Regions from separate parts of the Gossypium hirsutum genome. Here region 2 is linked to region 1. A link is a contact called in public Hi-C data. All regions are on one chromosome and are shown on one strand. Each heading gives the region's core, a stretch centred on a gene start, on an enhancer-like site or on the middle of the called end of the contact. The rest is flanking DNA. Distances are from core to core; before and after follow the strand shown.

Region 1 (4,069 bases), core at 543-3,042:
GAATATTGCATAATCAAAATGCTAATCTTGGTATATACCTAGATAAGTGATATTCATATTGGGTATACCTGGCTCATAAATCATGGTAAGCACAATTCTGATGGAAGTAGTAAAATTGGTAACTACTTACCTCATTCTAATCTTCTTTTCATTGCTATTTCTACTTGTCTAGATTTGACAATCCATGTATTTTGGGTGTATTTATATCAAATTATTTGTACTCTTGTTTCTCCATGTAATAATTCTTTTTACAGTGTTGTATATTTATTTAAAAATTTTACAGTTAATAACACATGCTATATCGGTTAGAATACTTTTTTTATAAGGCTGTATTTGTGTGAGTTGTCTATGCATAAGAACTTAGGTTTTGTTATATTCTTCCTACATTACCCATGTTTGAGCTACACGTAACTGAGAGTGTTAAGTGGTGCTCACGCACGTTTATTAAAAGTTCCGTATGATCTTATATTATCAGAAGATGCAACTATTGTTATGATTCCCTCGTTTATTTTTATCTTATCTTCAATTGGACTTCATGATTATTATTAAATGCATGGAAATATGGAAGAAAGATGGTGAAAAAGAAAGAAAATAACTATTATTAGTATGGTTTTTTCCTCTTTGCGTTGGATTGATGATTTGTTTGTGTTAAATTATAAAGTAAAAATTTAAATATTAAAATATACTCCAAGTCACGTTTTCATAACCAAATCGGTGGTCGAATCGGTAAAGTCATTAATTGTATTGTTTAATTAAATAAATTATTAAAAATTATAAAAAGATAGGAAAATATTCTATAAGTCTACCGATTTGCGGGTCAACCGATCTAATGTTTCTTTTTGGATTGATATTTCAATCAATATGATTTGGTTAAAACAACCATGATTTCAAGTCTTTTTGTACATTTGAAATTTAAAACATCGTATTTTTATTTTCAAGAATTTAATCCCTTTACTTTTTGGATTTAAAATTTACTTTCAAATTATATATAATTGTATAACATTTTAATTGAAAAGTTAATGATATTATCTATTTGAATTAATTAATAACATTATAAATATATAAAGAGCAAATTATGTTAAAATTAAAATATAAAAATTAAATATCAAATTTAAGCATATTAAACGGATTAAAATTAATTTAACTTTTATTATTATTTTTTTGTCAATTTAGCTATCAATTTTTTAAGAAGCGTTGAATTTTTTATCAAAATTTTAAAAATAATTGAATTTGATCATTAATCTTTTAACAAGAGTTGAAATATTGTTATTTTAACAGAAATATTGAGAAAAACGTTAATTTTTTAAACATGATAACTTGTATGACAATTCACGTGTACTTTATACTATTTCTTTATGTTATTTTTTAAAAAATTTTTATGAGACATATATATTTTTGGATTTTGGACTTTTTAAATTTTTGAATTGAATATTTTTATAATATTTAAATTATTTGTTATAAGGCAAATAGTATCATGTAACATGAAGTAGACACAAACTTTCATATAAATTGTTACGTTATCATTGTTAAAAAATTAATATTTAGTTAATATTTTTGTTAAAGAAAAGCAATTCACTCTTATTTTAATAGTCAAATTTAATTTAAAAAAATTAAATTAATAAAAGAATAATGGTTAAATTATTTACTTATAAAAACATTGTGAAAAGCAATTATCCTGAAAAAAAAAAAAGCAGTACGAAAAGTATAGGAGTAGGTGGCAAAATGTAGAAGGTAGGCCGTGCTATTCTAGTGAATGCCCATCACAGCTTATGGTCCACGTTTATTATAGGTTGTCTTAACGTTTAATGGTTTCGGTACTTCACCCATGTTTGGCCACCTTTTCCTTTATTTTGTGTACATACTATTCTCAGTCGAGTTTTTAATTTTACAAGAAATGATGTGTATGTTTTTATTTTTATTTTTATTAATTTTAGTTTTTTAATATTATTTAATAATTTTAGAACAATCAATAAATATATTTTATTGTCGATTGAGTCTTAATTCGATTGGCATATCATTATTGTCAATACAAGAGGATGTGGGTTCGAATATGCTAGAGCACATTATCCTCTTATTTATGAGTTGGGGAGGAATTATGAGTACTTTTTATTAGTTTATTTGTTTTTAATTACAAAATAATAAAAAAATTAACTATTTATATTGAAGTGCTATAAAGTTAAATATATTTAATTTTTTCATAAAAAATAAATATTTAACTTCAATTTAGTTATATTTTAATTTTGAAATGATTATTTTATGTAAAATTAATTAGTTATTTCTGCTGGAAAAAAAATACTAAAATATAAGTTAATATTATAATTAAATAATTAAATATTTAACATGTATTTGTATAAAAGATATTAAACAAACAAAAAGTACAAGGGAAGACAAAAGCAAAGCATAATTATCATTGATAACCATTCTTTAAAAAATAAACTTACAAATAATGAGGCCTTAATTTATTGGAAAGTTTAAAATCTCAAGTTCGAGTCTCATTGGTTACCGATTCAATTGTGCTTTGTAATGTTTAATTATGGTTGATGTGGCTTTGTAATTGCAATTATATTCGAAAACTATTGGATGAAATAAGAAAAAGAATAGAGCAATAATTAAAGTTATTTTTTTATTTAAAATTCATTCAAAAATAAAATTTTAAGGATTTGGAATGGTTTTCCTTAGAGGATTTTGATTTAAGCCATAAAAGGTAATAAAAAGATGTAGAATTGGAATCCGATGAAATGACTGCACAACCAATATTTGATCTGTTTTGTATGTAGTGGTAGTGTGAGATATAAGAAGATGAGATGAGTTGGACCCCTCATCCATTCTCTCAAAATTTAATTAGCATCACTTCAAATGTTATTATATACACATCTTTATTAATTTAAAACTTATTCAAACTAAGACTTCAGTTGAATCAACACTTACATGATTGTTGGTATTTTGGTGTTGCCTCATTTATGAATTTAATTAGCCAACTTAAAATTTACTATTTTTTTGAACAACTAATAATAAGGTTGCAATGGAAAATAAAAATAAAAAATAAAAAATCTAAAATTATAATTAGATATTTAGCATTTATTTTCATAAAAAAACAAAAATGAAACAAGTAAAAGTGAAGATTGATAACAAATTTTAAAAAATAAATTTACAACCAACCTAGCCTTGACTTTAATATTATAACTTCAAATCTCAAGGGATTCTTAATTTATATTTAATTTTATTTATCTCCCACCATTGCATTACTACAAGTGAAGCAAAATTTACAAACATGAAGTTGTTGAATAGTCTTAAGAAATCAAATATTTGGTTAACTGGATCACGGAGTTGATGATAAATCCATTTTTAAAAATACCCAGCTACATATTATATAACTCTGGTTTGAAAGGAATATCCACAATTCCAGAACATATATTTACCATAAAAGATGAAAAATGACACTATTAGTAATGCCCACCCCATATTAACGTAACATAGTTATTTTAGAAGAGAGTTGGGCGGCTGTAAAAATAAGAAAAAAGGGTAAAATTTACCATAATTCTCAAATGCAAAAGCCAAGAGAGCAGAAAAAAGGACAGAATAGCATTGTTTGATTTGAGTAATTAGGGGCGGAAGTAGTGGGAGTCAACTATGAGAGAGAGAGTGTTTGTATGAATCACGAGATGCCTGCTTTCTTCCTTATTATCTGAGACACCCTTCTTCACCCCTTTTGCATTAAAAAGATCGTAATAACAACAACAAGGTCTCAGGTAACATTCAATGACAAAAAACTAAAGTTTGTTCCAGTGTTACCTAGAGAGACGAAGAACAACCAAATAAAATAAATGAATCAATCAACTCATGTCTGATAGTCAAACCGGAGAGGGTCCCGATCTTTGCTGTCCAGTCTTGTCTGACGGTCAAGCTTTGACTTCTTCATTAAAATCCAACGGTGGGAGTGGACCCTCACCATGTTTTTATTATGGTCGATGATGGCTGATTGATGATGATGCCTTTGCCCATTTTAAGATATTACCTCTCCACTCTCTTCTGTTTTGCTTTGTCGTTTCACATGCACAAACTACAATTT
Region 2 (4,069 bases), core at 981-3,480, 58 kb after region 1:
AAAACTTGAAAAAGCCACCAAAAAATGCGAGGGGTATTCATTAAAAAAAATAGCCTTTGAAATTAACATGTGCCCCATAACGGGGCAAAAGAGAAACACATTTTATTTTTTTATTTAGTTAATACAACAATTTAAGCCTTATTATAAAAAAATAAAAAAATAAAAACTAATGTTTTATATATTTAAAATAAAAATTTTGACATAGATAAATCAAATAAAGAGTATATTCAAGTGTTTATAGTCCTATATTATATTTTTATTTTAAATTTAATCAAACAATAAAATTTTTAATTGAACTGATGTGTACGATTCAACAATGAGAATTTATTAGATGATTACGTAATAAATGAAAAAATATTGTTAATACTTTTTAAACAGATATTTATTTTAAAATCTATAAAATATTAATAAAAAATAAACATATTCATTAAAATATTAATGTTTACGACTTGCCATTGTTGCTCACCCAGTTCATCAACTGATCTTACCTGCTGATTACGTAAACTAGGATACACACTTAGGGTCAAGCTGGATGTTTAATGGGATTGAAAAGCGGATTGTCAACATTAAGTATAACTAATTAACTTTTAAGATCAATTTGAGTAACAAAAACAAGTCATAAATCACAAAGCTGATTTCACTGTTTACAATGTTAATAAAAAATTAAATATATATTTATATATTTTTATAATTAAATTAAATATATTTTATTATTTAAATCAAATTTAGACCGGATCGATTTGAGTTAAAGCAAAAATAGTATTGTCTAAATCAGGTCAAGCCTACTTAATTGACCCATAAACAACTTTAACTGAAATGAATTGAGAAAAAAATATTTATTTTAGATTTTATCATTTTATCATTCTAAATCTTTTATGTTAGTTGGATTTTGTTTTTTCCCTAAATTTTGGTTTTCAAACAAGACATTGATAGAATATATAAAAATATAATAGAACAAGACAATAGATAGAATATAGGAAAATGTAATAAAACCTCAAAATTTTAGCTAAATTTTGTTTAATTAAATTTTTCCCTCAATATTTTTTACGAGAACAAACAAAATTATTACAAAAATCTAATCAAATTTAAAGAAATTCCAGATATTCATTTCTATCAAAGGCCAGTTTTGCAATATAATCAACTTCCAAATTCATTTCTCGAGAGATATACCAATTTCGATTGATAGTTAATGACCGGATTTATACTACTCATTGAACAATTAAACCTAATAATTTTCTGTTTAAATGGTTGAATTGAATGACCCGATCTAATTTTAACAATTATGTTATTCTTGTTTAGACAAATGCCACATGAAACTGACACAGAGACTAGGAATGGGATAGATTGATGTTCATTTCAATTATATATGCATGCATTGGAAGAATATAAAGAAAAGTAGGATTTTGTAGTTTTGTGGGCAATAAAGATAAGGACTTAAAAAGATGTCAAGTTTAGTTGTGTCTGGACGTTGGTACAAGGGCTTACCAATTTTATTTATTTTTTTATTTTATGAAAAGTTATAAATCTTTATTACTCAACAAGTTCAACCAGGGCAATACAACAAGGGCTAACAAATTGGGCATAGATCAAAACATAATTTTGGGAAATCAAATTCATTCTAAAGAGTTTTGAAGAATTAATCAAAGAAGCAAGATTTACTAAATAATTCCCAACACAAACATGTTTGAAAAAAAGATATTGAAAAACCTGCAAAATCATATTCGTTTCCTCTTCCCTTAATTTCCCTTTCTTTTCTTTTTGAAAAATAAAAAAAACCACTAAGTGTTAAAAAATAAATACTAAATTTAAATTATAAAATCTATTATTTTAAAACAAACAAATTTTTAAATGATGATAGTTTTTTTGTCCAACCTCACAAATTAGGAAAAGACAAGGAACAAATAAAGCTAAAAGTCATATATAGATATTCCTCGAGGTTTGAAATAATGAGAAGAAGATTGTACAAAAAGATAGAAAAAGAAAACGTCATTGTTTAGTGTTGGCAGAATTAGACAAGAGCCACATGTTTAGGGATTATATGTGAAACTGACACATATTAATAATATGGATGCACAGGAGGAATATCAAAAAAGTAGGTTTTTGTAGTTTTGTGGGTAATAAAGACAAGGAATTAAATACTTAAAGTTGAGTTGTGTCTGGACGTCGGTTTCAAGGGCTTACAACATTGGTTGGACGGCTCAAATGCAAGCCTTGACAGTCACAGAGTCCTGTATAGGTCGGTGACTGGCTGCACCCCCCCCCAAATATTATGGGTCCCTCTCAAAACGTCACTCGTCTCTCTTTGGAACTGTTGCATTTAATTTCGTGATTTTAACACTCACTTTTTGTTTTATACATACCATACCATATTTGTATATAAAGGAATCTTTTTTAACACTGTTTTAGATATCTAAGACACCGAAACTGGGATGATGAGGAAATAAGAGACCACGCTTTGGGGTTGCAGATTTTTAGCTAAGAACAAAATTGCAATAATTTGCAGTGAAAGTGGCAAACAAGTGGGTTGACAACCGCCAAATTGGTCCAGGCCACTAGCTTTATTGGACAAACGTCCCTCAAAAAGAAGAGAAAAAGATATCACTTTGCATGCATCAATCTACTTAAGTGGCCCCTCTTTATCTCCTCAGATAATCATATTCTACATTTTTATTTATTATTTCCGTCATGATTATGTGGATATTTTTAGAATGACTGTTGTATATAATATTTTTAAATAAAATGGTATAAAATTTTGTATTTATATATTTATAAAAAACCGTAATTATATATTATATATACAAATGTAGAACAAATTATATAAAGAAAAAAAGAGATAAATAATTAAAAGAAAATTCAAGTTATGAGTGGTGAGATCCAGTGGGTTTAAACTTTTCCATCTCAAATAGAAAGGAGTGTTGTTCCGGTTGGAAAAGTGATTTCCATTCGATGTGTTGTTTCGGTTGCTTTAAAATTTTAAAGTCGTGTTCATTTGTAAAGGAACTTAAGTAACTATTAGTGCAATATACACAAATGTTTAAATTTGAGTTGCATTATTCAATTTTTATTCTAAACAAGTGAAAATTTTCTTTTCAAGCATTCTGTGATTCATTTTTGTATAAAACAATATTAAAGTGCAACATACAACTTGCTCTTCTTGAGATAAAAGGTATTGCATTTTAAAAGTAGGGTTTCATGGTATTTTGCATAATTGAAACAAAATAACTATTTTCAAATCTAACAAATTCCGTACAAGCTAAGAATAGTTATTCCACGGATGTCGAAAGCACAAAAGCACAAAAGCACAAGCAATCTATGCTAAGAGGTTTGATGATTCAATCGACTTAATTACAAAATTGGACTTATGAGTTGCTACTGAAAAGAGGTATAAGAATGAGGATGTTGGACATTCCTTGCGAACAGGCATCTTGACTTTAAAACCTACAAGTGACGTTCACTTAACCACCTATTAGTGCATTATAAATAGATGCTTGAATTAGAGTTAGATTATTCAATTTTCATTTCAATTAATTTCTAGTGAAAAATTCTTTTTCAAGTATTTTATAGAATTTTTTGGTTTGTATTAACTGTTAAATTTTTGAGAAACAAAATATGAACAGGAGTGACAGTGGAAGTGGTCACTTTTGTAATAACTGCAACAAAAACAAGGGGCAACAAAGTTGTTTACGTAATTCGATTTTCCTACGTTTGTGGAACCTAGCTTAGTGAGATGATCAATATCTCTTAAACAAATACATCTAGTAATCCTAGTTCTAACACACCCCAGTGACGAATTCTCACTCTTGTATCTAAAAAATTAGACCCCTCACCTCTAGATTTTCTCACTCAAAACTTAGCTTGTAAAACCAAACACACAAAGGTTTTACAATAAAAAATGAATTCCAGCAAGAAATGTTCCTTATACTGAATAGATAGGTGCACTCAATACCCAACACATCAACTTATACAAGTCTCTCAAATATATAAAGCTTTTTGAGACTTGCTAACATATTGAAGATCAATCACAATTCCTTCTAAACAACAACTAAAATAGCTAAATAAAATATAACAT

Evidence for each region. Hi-C and Micro-C count contacts between places; a contact is called where the count stands out from the background.
Region 2: a Hi-C map of leaf shows a contact between it and region 1, with 2.3 times the contacts expected there. The contact joins two enhancer-like sites. A contact is called at or near these places in 5 of 34 Hi-C or Micro-C datasets (leaf and petal).

Annotation. Positions count from the first base shown.
Region 1 is chrD10:10,088,534-10,092,602 of Gossypium_hirsutum_v2.1, forward strand. It overlaps LOC107914189, which reads left to right. Exons shown (of 12, transcript XM_041103083.1): 12 at 1-292. Among protein-coding and RNA genes, the nearest start is that of LOC121222382, 14 kb to the right of the region's middle. Within about 2 kb of position 1,793, at least 1 of the 9 cell types and tissues checked has an H3K27ac peak or open chromatin away from gene starts, as enhancers often do. A contact at or near this core is called in leaf, where this site is marked.
Region 2 is chrD10:10,146,176-10,150,244 of Gossypium_hirsutum_v2.1, forward strand. No RefSeq gene overlaps it. Among protein-coding and RNA genes, the nearest start is that of LOC121222382, 43 kb to the left of the region's middle. Within about 2 kb of position 2,231, at least 3 of the 9 cell types and tissues checked have an H3K27ac peak or open chromatin away from gene starts, as enhancers often do. A contact at or near this core is called in leaf, where this site is marked.